Regions from separate parts of the Mus musculus genome. Here region 2 is linked to region 1. The links are chromatin contacts, called in public Hi-C maps. All regions are on one chromosome and are shown on one strand. The core of a region is the stretch at or near the end of the contact, and the rest is flanking DNA. Distances in the headings are between cores, read along the strand shown.

Region 1 (5,126 bases), core at 790-3,289:
ACTTCCATCCAGTTGGCCTATGGACATGTCTGTGGGACATTGTCTTGATGGAGGAGGGCTCTGACCATTGTGGATAGCGGCATCCTTGGGCTGGTGGTTCTGGGTTGTATAAGGAAGCAGCTCAATAATTAGCAATTCTTATAGTCTCTGTTTCAGTTCCTGCTCCCATGTTCCCAACTTGAGTTACTACCTTGGTATCCCTTAATGATAGACTGATTTAGAGGTGTAAGCCAAATAGCTCCTCTTCTCTCCACTCTCCAAGTTTCTTTAAGTCAGAATGTTGCAGCCTAGCAACAGAAAAACAAGTGATGATAATTCTTTCTACAAAGAAATTTCACATGTCATTAGTTGCTCTTAACATGCACAAGTCTGAAATACAACGTTCTTCCAAAGCCATAAGGAAGGAAATGACTTTCAGAAGAGGTAAGTGACCGTTCAAAGTCACATAGCTCTTTTAGTGGCAAGCCAGTAGTTAGTCTCTTTTTCAGCCATGTACTGGAACTCAGTGACTGATTGAGGAGTGGCAGTAAGTAGGATACTGAAGCCAGATGCCCCAGGTAAAAGCTTTTCTAGGATTCTAACTGAAGAAACTATTCTGAAGGGCATCCTACCCATCCATAGTTCTCTGAAGATTTCGCAAAGGACTGATGGAGTCTGCTAAGTCTCACCTTCAAGTGTGAATTCCGACATGTTTTATATTCATCAAATGTAATGAATAACTATCAACTAACATGAACTATAATAAGAGGAATATAATTAATAAAAACATCTTTGAAAATGTAGGTGCTATCTAAAAGTAAGCACGGCCTTTGCTATATTTCATATCAACGACAGCATAGTAACCAATAGCTTGAGGCTTCAGTTACCGTGGACATCTGACATCTGTCCATGGGCCTCCTGGGTAAATCCTAAAGGAGCTGCCTGGCATTGAATGCATTTATTTTTCTAACTAGAGAAGCTACTAACACATATAACCCTGAAGATCAACATATCAGTATCTCAGCTCCACCTCCAGTGTTGACTGCCAATCCGCTCTGAGGTTTTCATGAAATAATTTATGCATGTCAGGACCACACTTTATGATCACCCAGAGGTTTATATTTCATGAAACACTGTCTACTTTGAGCCTACTAAGAGTCCTCGCAAAATGCTGATCACAGCCTCATGCTATAGCGGTCAGGTAAGTTAGGGAGTCAAGTCTTGGTCTTACAAGAGTCAGTTTAATGAAAAAGATAAAAATTATACATGTACCTGAGCTTGTGAGTACTCATACACCTCTGTATATGGCACACACACACACACACACACACACACACACACACACACACACTTCTATGATAGAAAAAAAAGCAGCTAATGTATATTTTATATGGGAGAGTATCAGAAAACATATTGGTATTAAACTGAGAGAAGCAGTACAGACTCAAAGGTAGACCATCTAAAAGGACTTTAACTTGTATCCTTTGGTTCTAAGTTCAAGTGTTTTCTCTCACCCTTTGCTGCATGTTTTACTGTTTGCCCATTCAAAGCAGGCATGGCTAGTGTAATGTTTAACTATAGACAAATGACTTTCCCCTGTTCCAAAGGCATTTAGTAGGGGTGACAGAGACACGTGATTGCCTGAATAGCTCTAAAGTTCAAGGAACCTCCAGCTCCTGTAACAATAACCTTATGTTCCCAGGATAAACAGCTAGGGAGAGGAAGATAGCTTTCCCCACGTGTCTGGAAGTTCCTAGCTTTTCTGAACCCCACTGTGGTAAAGTCGCCAGTATTTCCTGATCCTTGTACTAGGCCTGTTCTTCAATTACCCATCAGTACTGTCTCACAACGATACCAATCAGGTCCTAGGTGATTCTGGTCTGAGCACATTACAAGGATGTGATGTATAAGTTGTAATTGTTCCAAGTGGCTCAATGTAGGTAAATGTTAGTCCATTTAGGTACAGACTTTACAAAAACTGCAGTCCCCTAACTCATAAAGATGACCTCTAACTCATAACTGAAGTGTTCCGCTGCCCAAGAATGGAGACGACCTGGTTGTCAGTGGAGATTTAGGAACTGGCTGTTCCATTCATTGTGGAGCAAAGGTGGGTGATTCTAACTCACCTGCTCCCTGATTGATTGCCCGGCTGCTGACGATTGGCTGTTTGGGTTGGGACGAAGCAGTGACCATTTTGTTTTTGTAAGCCAAAAAAAAAAAAAAAAAAAAAAACAAAAACAAAAAAACAAAACAAAAAAAAATCAACCAAAACAAAACCCACAAAACAAGCAAACAACGCATGGCACCTCTTCATGAGGTGTTTGCCTCTGTTGGTTCTGTGTCTTCTCAGCCCTGTAGCAGGAAGGAAGCAGCCTGTTAGGGTTGGTGACTTACACAGAGCCATTCTCTGGTTTCCCTTTTCTTCTGGATGCCACAGTGATAGGTAGGGGGCACACTGCAGGGGCTAGCACTGCCTGCCAGAGAAAGGGAAGCATCACGAAGTCAATGCGGGTCTAGGAACTAGGACAAAGCTTGACCTTGAACATACCCTGTTTGCTTCATCTGAGAAACACAAGTATTCAGAGGACAAGAGCCGTGAGGCCTTCCAAAGTGGCCACTCGAACGAACAACTCCAAGACCAAGAGGGAAAGGGACAAGTTGAGCGCCAGCAAGCAGTTTTTGCTAGGCATACCCAGAATGAGCCTGTTTATTCCTGGGCCTTTACATTGCCATGGCAACCAACATGGCCATGCGCTGCGTGTATTGTGTTTACTACCCTTTACAGGGCTCAGCACAGTGCTGCCGACACATAACAGAAAATCAATGAACACTGTCGAATGACCTTTGTAGCTATCTATTTATGGTGAAATCTCATTAAACCACTTCTTTCTCTACAGACAAAAGGAAAAAAAAATCAACTCAGCCTTGACACTTGGGTAAATAAGGAAAAGAGGTGCGTACAGGCAAAAGGACGAATCAAAATCTTAAGAACTTTTGAAAGGTGTGCATATGTTTATTTCTCTCTGTTATGCTATAGTTTACCTTTCTGTTATTTCTACATTTCTTTTGCTTGTCCGTCTTTCTCTCCTTTGATGAGAGACAAGTACTCATTATGTCGTTGAAGTTACCCGAGGACTTGCTATGTAGCCTAGGCTGACCCTAATTCAAAACTTCCCCATTTTAATGTCTCTAGTGCTGGAATGAAAAGCACGTATCTCTGTGCTCAGCTCTATTTAACTTTCTATAATTAAAATGTGTGCTGACTTTTATAGTGAAAAAAAAAAAAACCCGTAGCAAACGTTCCAAAAATATAAAATCCTCTTTAAAAAAATCATCTGTCTTCTGGAGCAATAGCAACTATCTACTGATTCTGTAATGTCTGGTCGAAAGGTGGCTAGGGGTAGACTTATGTGCATGGGTCTAAAAGAGAGGTTACATCATTCTATAACAGGCAGAGGATGTATTTAATACATTTTCCCAGTATAAAAACATGATGCAGTTCTAACATGAACAGGTACAGGAGTGATTTTTCCATCTGATTAATTCTGTAGCCTTATATCTCTATCTGGGCTCATCTCCTTACATCCTGCGTGACTTAGCTTTGTTTTCTGTTACTATAACTGAGTATTCCTGGTTGAGTGACTTATAAAGCACAGAAGTTTCTTTGGCTTTGGTTCCAAGGTCTAGGAATCCAGAATGGTCATTTGAGTATCACCACATGGTCAAGGGCAGCAGGTAAAATAGAGCCAGGGTCCTCGAGGGTCTCTTTCTCCTCCTGGTGAAAAGAGGAAGACAGAGATATCAGTCTGTGACCTCATCTAATTTTAATTACCCACTGAAGGCTTTATCTTCAAATACTATCAACATAAACTTGGGAACTGAGTTTTCAACATATGAACGTCGGGAGAGCAGTCAAAGAACAGCAAGCACCCTGACTCCCCCGTGTCACTTCCTGATGAGGGGAATTTTCGTCCACTGCTGTGTCTTTGCACTTTCTCATTGTATAAACCATCCCTTGCATGTTCCTTTGCTCCCTGAGGACCTACCATAAACCCAAGTGCCAGCACTGACCACTCTCTGGCACCTTGGAATATCTGATGGATGAATCTGAGAAGAACACTGGCCACTTCCGGTGAGTTCTGGTGACATGCTCATGGCAACTGTTGTCACGGTGGCAGAAGAAAGGATCATGAAAAGGTTTACTTAAAATGGTAATGGAAGTCAGAGAAAAAGTGAGAACTCACTGTAGCCAACTCCTAGAGACGTAAACTACTTTGTCGTTTCCATGGTGACTTCTGGCTTTCCTTTATTGTTTTTTTTGTCTGGAAATATCATCTGAGGTGATGCTGTCTGTATCTGATCTGTCACGTTTTTTTTTTTCTTCAACAGCAAGACCACCCAAGTCAGTGTCTGCGCTGCTATTTGAGTCTTTACCTGATAAATACAAAGCGAGACAACTTTCCCCTTGAGTTTATAAAATAACTCTGAGAAAAACAACTCTGAGATGTTTCTTAATGTGTGAGCGCTCACTATAAAGTCCTCAAGATGGATAGGATAACGACAGTAGCACATTTGTGACATCTACCAACATTTGCGAAGCATCCACCATGTGCCAGACACGGCGAAGATGGTGGCATGCCTTTCAGCATGGAGACAGTGAGTCTTTTCCACTATAATACTGTACGAGTGAAGCTGCTGCTGGTCTTTCTCCATTGTTCATGGGATACCATTATGGCTCCAGCCCAGCCAGGCAGGGTGTTTACCTCCTTCTTGAATCTGTGGAGCAGAGTTACCTCTTCTCTCTGCTGGGTACACTAACCACACTTCTCAGAGAATGGCAATGACCAGAGTCAGGAGAAGGCACAAAGGTAAGCCAAGAGAGAAAAGAGGGCTCCATTTGCTAGAGGAGGTGAGCAGGAAGTGAGACAAACGATGAAGAGCATGGAACCTGCAGGGAGAAGAGATCAAGGCAAGGAGTATGTCAAAGGGATGAAATAGAAGAGAGTAGGAAGAGAAATGTACAGATGAGAATGGGGACGGAGAGCCAGCACTGGAATCAGTGTAGTGGGAGGGGAATCCATGTTTCTGGGCTATTCAGTGGAGGTGGTAGTGGTGGGGAATCTAGTATCTTCCAGGATTTAGACCCT
Region 2 (5,126 bases), core at 1,642-4,141, 420 kb after region 1:
AAGACAGGAGCTCAGATTCACTGCTGTCTGGTGAGACAACCACATACAGTGTCAGACAGTGGCCCAGGGTCGCAACCCCTCATCTCACGACAACCTTGGAATATGAGTATCATTGAACAAACAAGAAGGCGAAAACTCAGCCAACTTCAAAACCGTGCCAGTTTGCCCACTCAACATGGCAGGGCTGGCTTCAAATTTGGTCTCTTCATCTCCCAAGATGATGGTGACATTCCTCTCCCACACTGGATTACCATGAGGTCAAGCAGGAGGGAAAATCTGATATGGAAGAAGAGCTTAACGATTACAATTGGCCACTTGGGGCTGGCTGCTTAGAGCTCATGACTAAAGCCTACAGCCAGGACTTGTCCTCAAAACTACTCTTTGGCCACTTTAATGATGTCCTTGGAATTTGAAGAGCATTTGTTCCTTAATTAGAATTTAATCAGGAATAAATCCACTTTTCTACAGATACACTGAGTTTGATATACAGAAGGGAGAAGCAAAACTTTAGGAGACAGGAGGCAGTGGGGGCACGAGTCGGCCAATTAACCACCTAGGAAACCATTAAGTCAGGCTTTCACCTTGACTTATCTTGCCAAGGCTTTGTCTTTCTTGACAAGTGTACACCCAGCGCCTAATTGGATTAAATTGCAACAATGTAAGCCATCCAAGAAACTCGCAGCCTTCCTAACCAGAAAGCCTTCCTGCTGCTCCCGGGCAGTGTGTCTTTCTTGACTTCTTGAAGTCTCTCACGCCACCCCACCCTCACCCTAAGCATCATGGAAGAAGCAGCGGGCGCTTCCTGCGATGTCTGCACCAGAGAGAGGAGTCTGAGATAGATTTGCATGGGCTGGGGGCTGTGCTGACCCAGAACGAGAAGCTAAATTCTCTCATCCCAACAGCCTGGATGCGGAGAAGGTAAGGGAGACGGGAGGACTCAGAACACAGATACTGTCACCCCACTTCACAAGGACACCCCGAAAGCTGTCCACACAGAGCCATACAGAGGGAAAAACGGGGCTCCAGCACTTTCCTGCCCTTAGGAGAGGGAGAATGGGAGAGAGAAGAAGCATCTGCCAGCAGCTGCCCTGCTTCCTGTCCATGGCAAAAGGCCTTTTGTGTTGGTTCCTTGGAGCCTCTGAATCCTGTGACTAAGCCAGCCATCAAGCAAGCTGAAGCACTGGTCTTCAGCAAGAACACTTCTGTGAGGTGACAGCTTTAACCGGCATGGCCTGGCTTCTTAAAAGACTTTGACACCAGGGTTTTGGTTTGTGTTTGTTTTTTAATCTTGCTGGAATAGCAGCTTATACAGGGAGGAAGCAGGGATGGTGGGGGCGGGGCGAGGGGGGGAGGTAAGGATGATATGGGATGGGAATGAATAGGGTGGAGCTCCCAACTTCTAAGGACTTGGTGGTCTGTGCCGCTTTGTCTCTGGACGCCGACCCCAGATTTCCAGAGCCTTAGCAGACTTGTACTTCCTGTGTCCCAATCCTTTCTTCTCCCTCTGGGAGGCAGCCGTGCAACAGGGCTATTATGTATGGCGTTTGCATCCGTTCAACCCACCACCTCCCCAAGGAGCAGAGGGGCCCCAGAACCTCTCATCCTGGATTAGAATACTGCTCCACCCCCTCGTCCTGACACCTGCCTGGGATTCACTTAGTCTCGGCAAGAACTCCCAAATTCCAAATTCCAAAGCCGAGTCTTCATGTTCTTCCCTGCCAAGAAGGCAGAGAGGGGCTCTGAAAGCCACACCCTGGGCTTCTGGCATGTCTTTCCTATACTGAATTGTCAGCAGTAAAGCACCTGGTCCATTACTGAATTAACAGTCTCCCCAAAGATGCTTCATACAGAAGTGGTGGTTTGCTTTGGGGATCTGTTTATTGGTTTTTTGGTTTTTTTTTTGTTTGTTTGTTTGTTTGTTTTGTTTTTAACCTAACCTAAACCAGAACACAGTTCTCATCCAGGCTGTACCAGTTAACTCCACAACCTTAAAGCTGCGAGCCTTATATGGATGGTGATTTCTCTAAAAAGGAAAATTATGCTGCATCACTTTTCTTTCTATCTTTTTTTTTTTTTTTTTTTTTTTTTTTTTTTTTAAGTTCTGCAGCAGGAGGCCTTTACGCAATGCGGGATGTTGGCGAGCCGGGCTTTTGCTGCCCCCTCGTGGCGGCGAGTGTGTATCGGTTTAGAGGCTGCAACTGCGGTAGCTTAGCGGGCAATGCGGTGGGCATAGATGATTTTGTGCAGAGTTCTGAGGAACATGGTTGGCTCTGGTTCAAGGGTGAGAATTACACATTTACAGCTGGGTCTAATGCCTTCCCAGCTACCCATCACCAGGGCAGGCCAGGTTCAGCAGATCTTAGAGGATCCTACCTAGATCACGTAAACCTAGTACCCGCTTCCTCACAGGGCGCCCTCCCTGACCACTACGTCGGGGAGGAAGAGGCACGGAACAGATAGTGTGCTTTTTCTCAGGCCCTACAGTCTCCCGCGGAAAGCAAACGGCTCCAAAACCTAAGCTGTAGAGGGAGAGAAAGAGGTCTCCACTCGAGCCCTGACATGCACACCGCGAAGACTCCGTGCCCGACTTTTCCCCGTCGAGGGCCTGGAGAGAACCCCCTCAACCACCTAAAAGCAAACACGAATAAGAAATTGGTGATGGTGATGACGATGACGATGACGATGATGATGATTTCGCTGAAAATTAGTCCGAGGATTACTGGCTGTCCTCTGTGACACAGAGCCCCAGCTTAGGGACATTCGCACAAGACCTCCCCCAGACTTTTAATAACCAAGCTATGAACTTCCATTCCTCAGAAGGATAGGGGGCAGGACGTTGGATCAATTTGGTTTACCACGAACCGGGAGTTAATGAATAAACCGATTCCCTTTTTTGAGAAAGTAATTTTTGGCCCGGACTGCTCTTGGAACTTCCCTGTGGCCTGTGCTTCTGTTAATGTGTAAGAAGATACTGAGTTGGGCTTCTCATATTCGCTGTGGTATATGCTGTTACAGTTTAATAAAGTACCATGTGGTAGAATTTCATTCAAAAATTTTTTCCACAGATTTATCCCAGGGAATCTAAGAGTCAAGTCCTGGAGAAAGTCTTGTTTAGGTTGACCACACACAGAGAGGGGATGTGAGGTGTCCACTTAAATGGCACCCAAAAATATCAAAGCTTAGTGTCTGGAGGAGATAGATGTGGATGGTGGGATGGCTCAGTGGGTAAATGCAAGTCTGATGATCTGAGTTCAATTCCCAGAACCCTCCTAAAAATGGGAGGAAGGAACTGACTTCACAGATTTGTAGATGGTGGTAGATGTTCTACTGAGTACAACCACAGAAGAAACATGTCTGCAAGCAACACTCAGCCCTGGACCAGCACAGAGAAAAGGGAGGACCCACGTTGACTGGAACCCTGGAAATTGTGTCACAGGAGAGACTCTGAGGACGCTGAATGCCCTGGCTTCATTTCTGGTGCTGTGACAAAAGCAGACTGACAGAGAGCAGTTCAGCTGGGAAAGGGTTTCTTTCTGTTCAAACTCCCAGTCACATCACAGTCACAACCAACAACTGAGAAAAAGAAATGTGTGCATGATCCCTCGCTAGGCGCAGCATGATTTAGCCACTCTTCGGTCAAGGTTGGCTTGGGTATGTGTATTTGGCAGGAGAGTATGTTCCCTGGAGAACAAAGGCTCCCGGAGGCCACTGTACCCCGGGTAGCTGGAGTTGCAGGCAGGTGTGAGCCAACCTGGTATGGATGCTGGGATCTAAACTCCACTCCTTTGTTGTTAACCACTGGGCAATCTTCCCAGCCCCAAGAGCTCCACTCGGAAACAGTTTAGGGCTCCTGCCTAAGACATGGTGCCGCCCACAGTGAGCTGAGAGTTCCACATCAATTAAGTTACATAAGACAGGTCCCTCACAGATACACCACTGGCCAAGCCATGGTAAATAACCTCCCGTTGACATACTCTTCCCAGTTGATTATAGGTTGTCGAAATGGCAGAGCTAACTACGACACCCAGCAAAGAAGAATGAAGACTCGTGGGAAACTGAAGACATGTGCTCACCATGTAGAAGGTTATCGTGCAATAATTGCTTTGGCTTTGCTTGAGACAGGGTAACCCAAGCTAACTTTGAACTCACTAGGTAGCCAAAGGTAACCTTGAACTTCTGATCCTCCTCCCTCCACAAACATGTGCCCCTACTGAAGGGTTTCTGTAATGGCTGGAGAGAGAAGCCAGGGTGCGCTAGGCAAGCACCCTACCAACTGAGCTATGTCCCCAGCCCTGGATAGGAATAACTCTGAAGCAATTAGAAGAAAAACTCAAGATAAAACAAACTTACCTAATTTTATTTAGCTAAGGAAGGCTTCGTGAGAGCGGCTGTACTGACTATCAGAAGTCTAGAGCGCTCTGCTGCCACAGTCTTGGCAGCTGGCCTCGACAGGCAGGGCACAGACACAAGACAGAAAAAAACACATTTGACTGATTAAAGTGGAAAAAGCCAACTTAGAAGTGGGGGGGGGCTTTTTTTAGCCTTTTTATTTATTGGTGTGTGTGTATGTACGTGTATATAATGTGTTATTTGTGACGTGTGTATGATATGTGGGGGGGTGATGTGTGTCTGTGTGATGTGTGTGTAATGTGTGTGATGAGTGTGATATGTGTAGGGGTGATGTGTGTGTGTGGTATGCTATATGTGGTATGTGTATAATTTGTTTGTGTGATTGTGTGTGTGTGTGTGTGTGTGTGTGTGTGTGTGATGTACCACAGTGAGTATGAGAATCAGAGGGCTAATCTGTGAAGTCAGTTCCTTCCTCCCATTTTTGGGAGGGCTCTGGGAATTGAGCTCTTCAGACTTGCATTTACCCACTGAGCCATCCCACCATCCACAAGCGACTTAAAGTCTTACTTATTCCTATTCACAGGAGGCTTCAGTTTGCTTCTGTAGGAACTGAGAAGCCTGGAGTCAGCCAACCTACTGAACCCCAGGTTTCACTTTTGCGCGGGTATGTATTACCATAGTCAACTAGTAGTATTCCCAAAGGGAATGATAGCCAGGTATGATGCCACTGACCATTTAAGATTACATTAAAGGTAACTCAAGCCTGCCCTTCTCGC

The links. Hi-C and Micro-C count contacts between places; a contact is called where the count stands out from the background.
Region 2: a Hi-C map of liver shows a contact between it and region 1, with 4 times the contacts expected there. The contact joins two enhancer-like sites. A contact is called at or near these places in 3 of 484 Hi-C or Micro-C datasets (all in liver), 2 of 115 datasets of contacts at active chromatin or transcription factors (cardiomyocytes and kidney) and 1 of 9 other capture datasets (embryonic stem cells).

What each region holds. Positions count from the first base shown.
Region 1 is chr1:164,702,167-164,707,292 of GRCm38.p6, forward strand. No RefSeq gene overlaps it. Among named protein-coding and RNA genes, the nearest start is that of Dpt, 92 kb to the right of the region's middle. Within about 2 kb of position 2,040, at least 69 of the 459 cell types and tissues checked have an H3K27ac peak or open chromatin away from gene starts, as enhancers often do. A contact at or near this core is called in liver, where this site is marked.
Region 2 is chr1:165,118,385-165,123,510 of GRCm38.p6, forward strand. No RefSeq gene overlaps it. Among named protein-coding and RNA genes, the nearest start is that of 4930568G15Rik, 29 kb to the left of the region's middle. Within about 2 kb of position 2,892, at least 22 of the 459 cell types and tissues checked have an H3K27ac peak or open chromatin away from gene starts, as enhancers often do. A contact at or near this core is called in liver, where this site is marked.